Regions from separate parts of the Gasterosteus aculeatus genome. Here region 2 is linked to region 1. A link is a contact called in public Hi-C data. All regions are on one chromosome and are shown on one strand. The core of a region is the stretch at or near the end of the contact, and the rest is flanking DNA. Distances in the headings are between cores, read along the strand shown. Region 1 holds the start of tex11 (testis expressed 11). Region 2 overlaps dlg3 (discs, large homolog 3 (Drosophila)).

The links. A called contact is a pair of places that touch in the nucleus more often than the background predicts.
Region 2: a Hi-C map of skeletal muscle shows a contact between it and region 1, with 8 times the contacts expected there. The contact joins the enhancer-like site here to the promoter of tex11 in region 1. A contact is called at or near these places in 5 of 6 Hi-C or Micro-C datasets (liver, skeletal muscle, tail fin and 1 more).

What each region holds. Positions count from the first base shown.
Region 1 is chr4:5,659,328-5,666,594 of fGasAcu3.hap1.1, reverse strand. tex11 (testis expressed 11) reads right to left here and starts at 2,975. Exons shown (of 29, transcript XM_040172860.2): 1 at 2,810-2,975; 2 at 1,830-1,942; 3 at 1,438-1,522; 4 at 1,211-1,290; 5 at 1,027-1,107; 6 at 823-942; 7 at 517-597; 8 at 329-414; 9 at 190-247; 10 at 1-88. The coding sequence starts at 2,843. kdrl (kinase insert domain receptor like) reads left to right here and starts at 5,642. Exons shown (of 30, transcript XM_040174198.2): 1 at 5,642-6,216. The coding sequence starts at 6,153.
Region 2 is chr4:5,693,710-5,700,519 of fGasAcu3.hap1.1, reverse strand. dlg3 (discs, large homolog 3 (Drosophila)) reads left to right here. Exons shown (of 24, transcript XM_078100592.1): 5 at 1,211-1,264; 6 at 1,654-1,704; 7 at 2,886-3,010; 8 at 3,494-3,663; 9 at 3,925-4,061; 10 at 4,911-5,056; 11 at 5,955-6,116. Among protein-coding and RNA genes, the nearest start is that of tex11, 33 kb to the right of the region's middle. Within about 2 kb of position 1,284, at least 1 of the 9 cell types and tissues checked has open chromatin away from gene starts, as enhancers often do.

The sequences.
Region 1 (7,267 bases), core at 1,726-4,225:
CTAAGCTGACAGCATTAAGAGCCTTCTCCTGAAACCTCTGACAGTCCCACTCTAAATACACAATGGCAAGGAGCCTCAACACCTTGGCCTAGTTTGAGGGGAAGTTGAAGACCGATTACAAAAAATTAAATAAAACTACATTGATATGCACATGTTGCCTGTACTGAACTTCGTATCGCACAGAAATACCTGAACTTCCAATCCAGGGGCGTATTTCACATTCATTTTCCCAATTTCACAGCTTTGCCTAAGAAAGAAGAAGAACAAATTACTTCCACACTGGATTGGTTGCCAGCACATATCTAGATGAATTAAACATTATATTTACCTCAGCCAAAATGCACTTTCCTCAAACTTTTTCAGATCGTAAGTCTCTATTCCAAAGTTATAGCACATAAGGGAAAGGTACGCAGTCTGCATTGGGTAAATATATTCAGAGTTAACATCCCCACTTTAAAAAGCGATATGAACAGTAAAAGTGTTGTTATGGTGATAAGAGAGAGAGAGAGGTTTTACATCTTTTGGTACTCGCAGCAGCATGTCCTTACAGCGCTGCATGCAGACCACAGCCTCCTGGTTACTCCCTTGACTTAAGGCCTGCAAAGAAGAGACCTGAATGTGCTATTAAACATCAGGCCACAATGCCACATTCCTCATTAGCACAGAATGAGATTTTCCCCTCTCATTGTTTCTCCGTTTGTATTTAGCTGTCTCATACTTCACACTGCAAGTCTGTCAGAATAGCGCTTCCTCAGCTGCCAAATATCACAAGAACAAATATTCACGTCGAAGGTGTTGAACATCACGTGCGCCGCAGCTCACCGACTCTGCCTGGCAGGAGAGAACGCGGAGCAGATCCTTCTCCACGTCGTCTTTAGACGAAGCGTTGTCGGATGCTGCGCCGCCTCTGGACGTGAGTTGGCCGTAGAGAGTTTCCAGGCTCTAGGGATAATTAACGTTGCATCGTTTGTGTGGAGTCCATGTTTCTGTGTGCTCTAAATTTGAGTGTTAACTTTTGCCTTTCACCTTGACAGCAAATCTTAAGAAGTTATCTGCCATCTGGGGATTCTTGCAGTCCAGCCAGGTTCTCCCCGTTTTGCTGGCCATCTGTAAAGATCACACACACACACACACACACACACACAGACAAACAGATTGTGTCCCCCTGAAATATCGAGCACTCAGAGAGGCGGCCCGCGGTATTGCTTACCAGGATCTGCTTACGAATGACGCCCTCTGTTGGATTCTCAGGCTCAGAGCAGAGCAGCAGAGTGCATGCGGCATGACGCACTGCGAGGAGGGCGAAAACGATTTCATTGCGAGGGGACACAACCCATCTAACCGTGCCTGTAATCCTCACTTTTTTGCCGACGTTTCAGGTTAATAGTGTCATCAGTAAAATTAGCATGTTGATAAATAATGCAACTACACGTGTACCTTTTGCTTTCTGAGTTGTACTTATAGTGCTGCCCACATTCTTGGTAACTACCCAGTTCCACAGCTGTATGGCACATTCCTCAAGCTGTAATCCGAATAAGAAAAACAAATATGCAAACCACTCACATATTCTGCCAAGTTATAATAGGTGACATGATGCTGTATTTAAAAAAATAAATGAACTTTGACTAAACTTTACATTTTAGTCACCGAGGTCAGTTAAAGTAAGATCAGACAAATGGCTTAAGTTACATTAAATTAACATTTTTTGCACTAGATAGTACTACAAAAGGACAGTTCTGCATTGCAAGAGGAACATTTTAGATTTGACTGTTTGCTCATTTTACTTTATTAATACAAATTATGCCTCTCTTACAAACTTGTGCCTCTACCTGCGGATCTGGTATTTTGGGGAACCCCTTCAGGCCAGAGACCTCAGAGAACAATTTCTCTATCACCTCATCGTAATCTGTTGACTGTTTGTGCAGAAGGTTATCTATGAAACCTGTTTGGGAACAAAAGAAAATCAAAACATGTTGACTGGACACAAACTCAAAAAAGATAGAAAAATAGGTCAAATGTTTTCCCAAAACAAGTTAGTGCTGGAATGGCTAATTTTACTAACAACAGGTGTATTTTTGCAATTTGAAAAATAATTGTCACATTATGTTGTAGCTTCATGTTGACCAAGTGAAAAGGTAATTGGTTAATGTGGACCGTTGATTGTTCAATTATTTATTAAAGTAATTCTGTCTAAAATCACGAATGCATCCCAAGTTCAGAAACCTTAACCAGTAGCGTTAACTTAATGTGTGGTATCATAACTTAAGTAAGTTCTTAAAACTCTCATTAATCGCCCATCTTGTCTCCTAAAGACTAATATTTACTGAGTAATTGGACTCACAATTGGATTAATGAAGTATTCTTTTTGAATATTTAACAAACTTCTCTAAGTTAAAGTTTAAGTTAATAGTTTTAAATACATACTGTTGGTTTGCCACGTTAATGTACCATATACTTAGGTTTGCCATCCGTCCATTAAAATACGGAATGTCCCGTTTTGAAGAAATACGGAGCATCCCATGCAAATCCCACCCAACCCCCCGGTCGGCCGTAGCTTATTTTTCTGTACTAAAGGTGGCAACCCTACATATACTATGCATATTGATGTATTACATTAATTTTGATCATGTTGTGAAGGGCGTAACAAACCAAACTGACGGTGATAAACAAGCTAGCTAGTTAGCCTAGCTAACAGCGCAGCAGTTTCGGTTACCTAGACAACAGTTACTGACCCACCGCGTTTATGGGCTGGAAGTCTCGTCGCAAAGAAACTATCTACTTCGACCAACTGAACGGGATAGCGACTCACATGTCACCGTCGAAACAAACTGCTCCATGTTCATGGTTTCGCCACCGTAAAGGACCTCGGAGGCTGACTTTGGCGCCGTTTGTTTGATTGACAGCTGTAATACCGCGAAGGAGGTCCAGGAGGAGGAAGAGCCCGATGGTGAGGTTAACAAAATAAAGGTACGTGAACTCTGAAAAACGTGTGCCTTCATATCCTATCCATACTATTCATACTCTTGAATATGTAGCTAGTACTCTGTTGCCTTGTTTAATGGAATATTTATTAATTTTCAATGGTTATTTTACTTGTAGCTTAGCTGGCATTAGTTAATGGCTATTTAACTTCCATAATGGTTACTAATGGTCGCAGTAATGTATGACCAGATACATTCTCAGCTTTCTCATCATGTCTGGTTTATTTATTTATATTCCATGGGGAGGATGGAAAGTGTGTCTCACAGGGTCCCTTTTCTCCCCAGCTCAATGTACTCTCAGTGTGACATTAACAACACCTTTCGAGGGCTTTTATGTTCTCTCTAATCCATTTTGCCTCAGTCAAATGTTCAATGTGTGTTTCCAATACATCAACACGTGGAAATCACTTTCTGTCGCACACTGATGTTTTAGTCCAATCTGACCGACAGGATTCTTAGGATTCTTTGATTAAACCGTCTACATATTTGACATACAGGTCAGGTGGGATTCGTAAACACAGCTGCAGCCAATGACCTTGATTATTGGGGCAATACGTTATTGTCAGTATCTGCCGGAAAGGTTGCACAGCTGTAAACTGTCAACCCAACATCGCCAACGTAAGCTGTGTTAGTTTTATCTTTTCTTTTTTGAGAAAAAATGTGAAAATCCTGACATATCAACAGTGACATATTTTACAGACTTTTAAGATACTTCAGTTTCTTCTTTATAAACAGTCGTGGATATTGAACGCGGTATACGGACATGCACCCCACTACAACCGATTTAATTGAACCCTTTAATCATTTTGCCTAACGTGACTGAGCGCTTTTATAACGGTGGTGTGCACATTCACTCTGTTAAGGGAGAGCGCTATTGTTCTAATAAGTAAAAAAAAGATATCCAGGTACCTTAAAGTTGACATATAAATATTGTATCATTTTCTGTCCAAGACACGGGCTTAAAAATCAACCATTTAGGTTGTTCCTCTGGTTAAAGAAATAGTTGTATTAATATTGTGGCCTAAATCATATTTCTCCCAACATTTACTCCATAAAATGCTTCCAAGGCCGAGTCTGCAGAATTAAAAAAACACATTTCTTCCGGTTGATTCAAAAAAGAAGACATTGCCGTTGGGGGCGAAGGGAAGAGCGCATGCTGCGTGCGTAGGACCAGTTAGTCGCCCCGTAGTGTGTTTTGAACACCAGATTCTAAAATAAAACACTTCAAACCCCTATCAGCGAGCAACTTCCAGCAATTGTTCATCAGGAGACGTATCTGCTGCCCTCTTGGCCAAGTGGGAATGTCTCCTTTAACTGAGGACTCAAATATGAACACACTCAGAAGATTGTTGTAGTTTTTTTGGCAAACCTCACATCTTATTTGTGCATTTATTGGTTTCTCGTCTTTTACGTCGAAGTCGTAAGCGTATCTTTGTTAATGTGTCACCGTTCAGACATGTGAGCCCAGATATTTTCTTGAAAATGAAACCATTTGACAGAATTTGATGCCATGGGAATCCAAAAAGTGAAGAGGAGTGACTTTAATGTTTCTTCATTACCAGATGGTTGTGGTGAGTGTCCACTGAGTAGTGCACAAAGTAGAAGTGGAACAAAGTGCACAGACAACAATCCTCTTTTGTCCTCTTTATTGGATTGAACCGCTTAGAAGAGAGACAACTTTGTGTGCTCTTTCTATCAAATACTATTTTTTCCGCGACCGAAATGTCACGAACAAATTGTTTCCCATGTTTCTCCTGTGGCTTTTCTGTTTCCCTGCTACAGGAGTGGAAGGGTGGTGCTCATCACGTGTCACCACTTGTGCTGGGACAGATCCTGCACTCAAGATCCAGTCCCCAAAATGTTGTCTGTTCCGTGGCGACGTGGGCGGAAAGGTGAGGGCAGGATGTTCTTATTTACAATGCCTGCTACCGTGACCCTTCAGCAGCCGAGCAATTGTTGTGGTGATAAAAGAAAACAGTCTGCAGCACATCCACACACTGCAGGGTACTGCTGCACAAAAGACGATTGTTTACATTGATATAAAAAGCAGTGTGTCCTGTTTCTGAAGCTAAAAACAAATTCAGCAAATATTTACTCTGAACGCTTAGATTCTCTAGACTCTAAACAGATAGATTTTGATCTGATAGGACAATGATTGTTAACGATTTGCTCTATTTCCCCTAAAAACAAGATCACTACTGTTACCTTTGACCTCGTTGGTTGTATCAGAGGCAGCTTTACACAGATGAGATGAAAAAGGTTTAATGATCTACTTCTCTACTAATTTACCTTCAGAGAGTCATTCAGCAGCCCACAGATCAATAAGATTTTATTAATCATGATTGAAACAATGCAGTGATTAATCTATTTTTCAGGCTTCAACTGAAAATACATACAATAAATGTGATATTTTTTTTGGTTGTTGTTCTTGCATATTCTCATATAACAACCATTCACCATCTGAAGCAGTTACAGGCATCTAGTTGTTCTTACCCAACGGGCTGCACGATTGCCATAGATAATCATTACTTCTCATGATTACCTCCCTCCTCAGTGGCCTGAAGGAAGGACTCTAACCCCCCCCCCCCCCCCCCAACTAAAGGAGTGACGTTGCGTCCTTCCTCTGCCTCTCCATATAAACGCGCCTCACGCGCGCGCTGTAAGTGTTGCGCGCAGGCGACAGCAGCGTAAAGTGTCCGAGGCGCGCGTGCGGAGCGGATGAATCTCTCCACTTTGGGTTTTTTCCCCCGCAAACCTCCGAATTGAGTTCATCCTACATTATTTTTGGGGGGTGTTTGTGTGGTGGTGGTGGGTGTAGGGGAAGTGGGCGGAGGAGGGATCTGAGTGCACCTGCCTCGGTACATCCGTCTCCTCGGTGCCGGATCGGGAGTCGGACTCATCCAGCTGCGCAGGAGCGCCGCGCTGCGAAGAACGCGCCATGGGACACGCGAGAATCACCGCCGCTCTGCGCGTGCACACCTGAGGGGGTCTGCGGATTAACACCACGTTTGTTTTTGTTGTTGTTGTTGTAGTTGTTTTTAAAGAAAAAGGAAGAGGACTCTTTGATTCACTCGCTTTAAGGAGAGAATCTAAAGCCTCGGCCAAAGGACTTTTATATCACTCCACTTGTGACGGTGTGAGGGTTTTTTTTTGGAGTGGAGAGCTGCCAGGATGGTGTCCTCCGGCCGCGTCGGGTGGTTCGTGGTCGTCTTGTGTTGCTCATCACTCACAAACGGTAAGAAGTCTACGGAGTTTGACGCGTGAGAGTTTCACTGCTGGATCCGTTTCAGTCAGAAAGCAGGTCGTGTAACAGATATTTGACACTATCATTAGAAGTCATTTAATAATTACTACCATTGCGATGCTACCAAGGGTTGAATTATTTGGCCTTTTTTGTTCATTGTTCCTTACATTTGTGAATCATTTAAAAAATGTTCCGAGGATATTTCATATTTCAGTAGATTATTTTATTTTAATATTTTTGGAAAAGGTTTTGAGCCGGTCGTTAGACCCTTTTGTAGTTCTCTTTGTATCCGGTAGGCGTAGCCTTGTCCCATTGTAAGTGGGTGATGAATGATGTTATTAAAATGTGTTGGGTCATGGGTCATTGCAACAGGCGGGTGGACTACATTTTATTATCACAGATTTTATGCTGAAATTTGCGTTTGTTTGATTGTGATTTTCTTTTTCTGACATTGCAAAAAAAAAAAACGCGTATCCAGCAATTGTTATCTGGTTTCAAATATTTTGGGAAGAGACAGTCTTGTTTCTTGAGACAGTACAAACAGCTTCATTGTCTCTGTGTCACTGCACGAAAACAAGATAGACAGATAAAAGGTGGATGTTCCTCCACCTTGTGCCAGGCCTGGTGTGCCACTGAGATACACGGGGAGCCTTCCTTACCATTCCCAAATAAACAGCCTATCCAAACAAAGGAAATACCCCCCCCCCCCCCTCCCATCTCACACACACACACACTCATACATGCTTTTAGCCTCTGAAGCTTTGTCTGCGTTGTTTTCAAGTAGATTTCCTTCACTGTCCACTCACAAAGCGTGGGAAAGACACGAGGAGGAAGCGGACGTGGGGGCAAGAGGCAGCCTGGAATTGTTCTGGCGAGTAAAGGTCACGGAAACGTGACACGCTACCTGAGCAAAGATTTCTTCCCGTAGCTCCTTGTGCTCTTATTGAGCAATGTCAAACTGCCTCCACATGACAATGGCAGGGCGGACAGGAGGGCATTGTTCCTGCAGGGGAGCTGCTGGCTGGTAGAGACATTAGTTATC
Region 2 (6,810 bases), core at 35-2,534, 36 kb before region 1:
GAAAAGTAGACCGCCGGCGTGCGGAACTACAAAACGACCATCAAGCTGCTGCCAGAACAACCGCGCCGCAGACCTCACATTGGAAATAGAAACACCAGGGGGCGCAGCAGAGTTGAGCTGAACTGTGGAGCTTAATATGTAGCTGCGGCGGTTTGGTTGGACTTGGTCGTACTGGCGGATTCTGTCACCGAGCATCGACGTGTATCCAATAGTTCATTAGTTTGTTTCACGTGCTCCAAAAAGACGAACAGAAACCGCTTTTCCCCATAAAGTTGTATTTATGCTGCAGGCGAAAGAATCAAAAATGAGATTCAAGGTCAACAAATACACTGTGTAATCCATGATGATACATTTTTATATGAATAAAGTATAGAATTTAACATTCAAACTTCTTTAGCGATTGTGATTATTAAGTCAGCACAATTTTTGATCTACTCCCACAGATGAATTGCTATAGCATTATTTGCAAGAATGACACATTCATTCCACACTAAACTGATGTTTAACACGTGGTAATTCTTTTTCATTAATTGATTAATAGGTAAGCTTCCAATATCAGAAAATAAAGAAAAATGTCCTGGATGACATGTTTAAATTATTTGTTTTGTTTAAAAGACCAAAAGAGTTAATCAGAGAAAATCCTTATTATAGAAACGGGACCAAGTACATGACTTCTTGCTTGATAAATGGCTCAAACAATACATTCATTATCCAAATTGAATAATTGTGTCCAATCTGTCAATCAACCATTTCAGCAGTACACATAAATTAAACTAAATTACGTAATCAAATAAGCTTATTTAGCGATTCCTCGCAGTGTTCTGAGAGTATCACATGTTGTCAATCTAACTGAATGATTAAGTAGCCATGAAATCATGAATTCTTTATGCGATCATATGTGGTGGTATTTCTGTGTGAAGCCAAAGTGAAAAGGATTTGTGTGATAAACGTATCGTCCCGACGGCTGGAACCACAAGCCGGCCGCTATTATGAGACGTCTGCAGGACGTCCTCCAGCTGTGGCGGTTAATAAAGACACACACACACACACACACACACACACACACACCGTATCATCCCCAAAGAAATTGAACTGACTGTTCCCATGGCATCCGTTGCCTTTGCTCCCGAGTGATAGCGTGTGTACCGCGTGTGTGTGTGCGCTGCCAGCCTCGCACAATAACATAACGTGTATTTCTTCGTCTTCACAGGCCAACCCTCCCCCCATCATCGTCAACGCGGACTCAATAGATGCGGGCCCTTATGTAAGTATCTGGTCCCCCCCCTCTCTGTACAGCATACATCTCTCTCCTCCACGCAGCCTCCTCTTTGCATGAGCGCAGGGTCTGTTTGTGTGTGTGTGGAGGGAAAGGCCTCCTCCTGCTAGCAACATGCTGTTTGCCATGTGGACCGACATCCATTATGCCTCTTACCCTGCCGGTTTGGGGTGAATGTGCATTCTGCAGTCGCGCGTTTTCTTTTTGACGCGTTGCTTGTGCACCGTTAAAAGGAAAGACACCTTTTGATTGCAACAAATCAAAAAGTCTACTCTGTAGGAGTCTGGTGAAGGACATGGCTGCTTTTTCTAAACTGTATTTCTAGCAAATGCGGTACTCGGGTATGAAACTAACCATCATGCTCTTTGTTTTCACAGGTAAATGGCAGTGATGGGATGTACAAATATGAAGAGATCATTTTGGAGCGGGTGAGATTTACCTGTTGCTTGTTACAACACATTACACAACACTACACCTTCCCCCTTAATTCATTTTCCGCATGACAGAAACATTTCTCCCCACTAGGTGGTAGCAAGCAGCTCAGTCCTCCTTCAGGGAGTTTAAAGAAAACCCAGAGAAGGATCCTGATTACTGTACTTCAGGAGAATCATACGTTCTTCTGCGGCGTCGGTGATGTTTGTAGCTGTCGCATCGCCGCTCTGTGCCTCATGCGAGCCTGAGCACAGCATAGCGGCGATGAGACGACCTTTTTACGTAATCCCCATGCGCGCCGTCCATCCGCAGGCAGCAGAATTTGGGACGTGCTCTCCTGTTCGATTGTTCAGCGGCGGTTCAGCTTGTAGTGGCCGAGCTTTATGTTTCTACTCTCATGGTTCAACCCACATACGGCTGCACCTCCGATCCACTATAGATGCACACGGTCTCTGCCGCTTCCACTCTTCCAAGTGGAGATTTTAAATAAGCTATGCAGTCACACACACACACACACACTAAAAGGCCTGTGGCTGTGTAACATTTGGCCGTGAGGCCCCGCGTACTCCTTTCTGCTCCGGAGCAGCACACTGGGAGGCCTCGGCCTCACTCTGTCCTAATTCGTTGTGACCGTTGTTCATTAATTATAGAATGTAATAAAGCGAAAGTCTTTTCTCGACCGTCTTGTATGCCGCTGGTCTCTGTGGCAACCGCTGTCAGATGCAGCAGTGCACTTCGACCCACCGCATCCAAGTGGGTCCTCTGTCGTTTCGGCGACGGGAGGTGCTGGAGTGTGTCTCCAGCAGAGGGTGAGATGCAACGGGAATGATGCTCCTCAGCTCGTCTTCGCTTTGGATCTTAAATCAACCTTCAGCTCTAAACGCGGGGCATTCCTGACACTGATGCATCTCTGCCGGGTTGACGGGATGACTGTGACGTTTCAATGAAGGGCCCTCCTCTAATGAAATACGCAAGGACACGCACACATGCGTCCCGAAAATGCACATCAGAAATGCCCGGAGCAGCATGCATCGATCACGGGTTCTTCTGAGATACCGATACACTGAGGAGCCACATTGCACTGACCCTGAGCCCACATTGGGTGCATCACTTAGCGCTGTGTGTGTCTGTTGTCTGTGGTTCCCCACTGAGGATGCCAATCATAACCTGTGTGCAGGGGAACTCTGGCCTGGGCTTCAGCATTGCTGGAGGAATAGACAATCCCCACATTCCCGACGACCCGGGGATCTTCATCACCAAGATAATTCCCGGTGGAGCGGCTGCTATGGACGGAAGGCTCGGGTGAGTTCCACTCCTAACTGTGCAGATACAGGTGCTGCCCAGGTGAATGAAGAGCAGATAACAAGACGAAGGAAGCAAGACAATAGAATCCTGGTTTGAAAACGCCGTGAAATAGATTAAGAGCTACTTTAACGGTACTATGAGAAAGACGGTGCGAAGTCAAATCTAGACTAGATGTCCCCCTCCCTCCTCGCCTCCTTCTTTCCCTCTTCAAGCTCCTCTGCACCTTCTGTCCTCTCCATACTTTAACCTCCCTACTTTTCGAGCTCGCCACCACCGTTTCCCGCCAGGCAGAGCAGCGTGGGAGGCGGAGTCTCCGCAGTCCTCTGCCCCCGGGCTCCGTGTGTTTCCTCAAAGTCGTGATTCACTGGAACACCAAAGCTAGAAATATGAAATAGTCATGACACGGAGTGCGTTCTTTGCCACCTGACAGCGTGCGATGAATGTCCGTAACTAAAAACGTCCCCCCCCCCCCCTCGACAGCGTGAACGACTGCGTGCTGCGGGTGAACGAAGTGGACGTGTCCGAGGTGGTTCACAGTCGGGCGGTGGAGGCCCTGAAGGAGGCGGGGCCAGTGGTGCGGCTGCTGGTCCGACGGAGGCAGGCGCCACCCGAGACGATCCTGGAGGTCAACCTGCTGAAAGGGCCCAAAGGTCAGGGACCCGTCCCACTCATCCCTCGCTGAGATGGAAATACATCTCTTCTCACGATAATGCTGAACGACCACTTAAGACGGTTTTGAGGCTTATTAAAGACCAACTTGCTGGAATAAGTAGGTGTTAGCTGACTTTTAGGGATAATGGTCATTCAGTTTAGACTCCCGGAAGTGCATTTGTTATAGAGAAGGCCTCTCACAGGTCACAGGTGATGTGTTTACCTGCAGACGTATCTCACTGTGTGTATTACTCCACCAGGCCTTGGATTCAGCATTGCTGGAGGGATCGGCAACCAACACATCCCAGGAGACAACAGCATCTATATTACCAAGATCATAGAGGGAGGAGCCGCCCAGAAAGATGGACGGCTGCAGACCGGAGACCGCCTGCTCGCTGTACGAGCCTCCCTCTGACTCATTCCCACATTGAATATTCAAATCAAAGGAGAACTCGTGTAGTTCACTGGGGCGTTCAACAAAAATCCAGCTGTCGTTAGTCGGACTGATTATGAGCACCTATCGCTTCAGCCGGGCACGTATGTGCTTTGCGTAGATAACCGAATGGGTTATGTTGTCCTTTCCTGTCATAATAAGCTGACTGAGACAGACGACACACATTGAGCTTTCCTCCGTTGGCCATTACTCGCATCCGATAACTGGCTGCATCGAGTGTGCTTGTTCAACATGCTTTGTACTGGCTCGACCTTCCCAGTGCAGCAACTTCTGATAAGACATAATGTAAAAAGTATTGTCAAACAACCCTAGAATTCACTGCCCTTTCTGATTAGCTTTTTTAATGCAAAGGCAAATAAAAGTAAATAAACATTCAAATTACGATTATTAAGAAATTATAATTTACTTAACTTACTTACTTTAATGACTACTTTATTACTTACTTATACTTATTATTAGACTGGTCGAGATCCAGACCATTTCCCAGTTTACACAAACTTTCCTGGGATTCCTTTTTAAAGAGCAACTTTTCCACATTCTATTTCCATTTCATTTCCGATTTCTTTTCTTAAAAGAAAAACCGCAGAAACTCAGAGAGCGTCTTGCCTGCCTACTTCTTTTGACCTCTGTTAACGCTGTACTGCTAAAAATGTTCTAAGCTGTGATTCATTGTCTCGGCTGCTGTGATCGCCGGCGCTGCGGCGCGCGACGTTGTCACAGCGCAGGTAAGAAGCTCTGCGTTGCAGGTGTTGATTTTTCCTCTTCTCTCCTCGTGACAATCATCCCATCCAGGTGAACAACATCGTGCTGCAGGACGTGCGTCATGAGGAGGCGGTGGCTGCGCTGAAGAACACCTCTGACATGGTTTACCTCAAGGTGGCCAAGCCGGGACCTGTGCACCTCAATGACATGTACGCCCCTCCAGACTACTCCAGCAGTACGTATCTCCCTCGTCTCCCCACCGGTCACACACTCCCACTACGTCTTTATACTCAGCGGCCAGCTGCAAAACAACAGCTGCTTGAAACTGCCTGAGGTTGAGGGTGTTTTATAAGTCGCGGCCCGTGTTGGAGCCTTTTTTCTTTCACTGGGAATCATCTTTTTTTTTTTTTAAATCTTTGTCAAAGATGTTGGTGTTGTATCTCTCCCCAAAAGCTGCTATGCCCAGACACCCACATAATGAATGTAGTGAATGCACACACACACACACACACACACACACACATCATTCTACCCACAGCAACAACAAGCGCAGTTCTCTGCCTCCCACCGAGTGTGGATGGTTTCTCACATCCCACCTGCTCATGGGAGCCCACGATCTTGAGCTGCAGCTTCTCAAATTTCCTAAGAACAGTGATGTAGGGAGCTAGTTTCTATGTTCTAAAATGTTTGCAAGGAGGGTTTTTCCGGGTTCTGAGTGCACCTTCACTGCAGACTTAACCTCGCTTAAACAGCATAACCGTAACAGATTGTTTATGTAATTCTCCGACTTTTCAGAAAGAAATCCACTCAGTGGAGAAGAGGACGGACCGATTTAAAATAAGTCTAGATTACTGGAACAGATCCTGGTCGTTAAACAACATATTACGTCTAAAAAGCCAAATGTCATCTGAATTCTGGTTTCCTACAACCGGGATCCTATTTTTTTTTAATTTTGGCCACCATTCCAATCGCTAATAATATCCATGGATGTCACTGAGTTAAAAGAAAAGAAGAAACACAAGCAGAGAACTGCAAAAAAAATCATGGTCATTGTTGTTTTTGTTGCCTCATTTACAGTTTGTCTGCACCTTTCGCTGTTGTGTTGCGTAATCATGTGTTCTTTCCCCCTGCTGGCCTGGCCCTCCCTCCAGCCTTTCCCACCATGGTGGACAACCACGTCGGCCACAACTACATGGGGGCGATGGAGCCCAAGCCAGTGTACCCGCCGCCCCAGGTCACCCCGTCCAGGTACTCGCCAGTTCCCCGTCACATGCTGGGAGAGGAAGACTTCACAAGGTATGTTGCACCCCACTTCCTCCATGATTGACCCCCCCCCACCCTCACACATTGCTTGTGGAAATCCACTTTTTGAAGATTTAACTGCTGTGGAGCTAAATTCTAATTCTGAGTCTTTTTTTTTGTTTCCATGGGTTTCCCTTTGTCTCCATTCTCTTTTAAAAAAAAATTTTCAAGGCGTTGTTATGGTGTCGAACAACATATCTACATACAGCAACTTCAAAATTGCTCCAACGAAGCGTTTCATGAAGCAAAAAAAGCAATGCTTTGTTTCCCGTTTCCTCAGCTCGTCGGGGCCCTTGTGGTCGCGTGCTGCGTTGCGGCCCGACAGTGTGTTGGGTGTCTGTGTGCTGACCAAATGCTTTGCAGGAAGGCCCCTTGTCACTTCTTGTGCTTGTTATGACTGTGTTTTAACCTTTGACCTCATATCCAAGTAGTGGATCAAAAGTAGCATTCATAGAGGCTTGATTGGAGTGCCCCACAAGGCCTTGAGTCATCTTAACCCACAGCTCCAGTCATCTTAGCCCACAGCTCGAGGGGAGAAGGGGGGGGGGGGGGGGGGGGGGGGGGGGGCTGTGTGTGCGACACTGCATGCGGGCGTTTGTGAGCCTGTGTGCAGGGAATGTGTTACTGGATGAGTGTTTCGCTATGTGGCCCCGCAATGTCCCTTGTACAAGCTGTGTACGTGACTCGT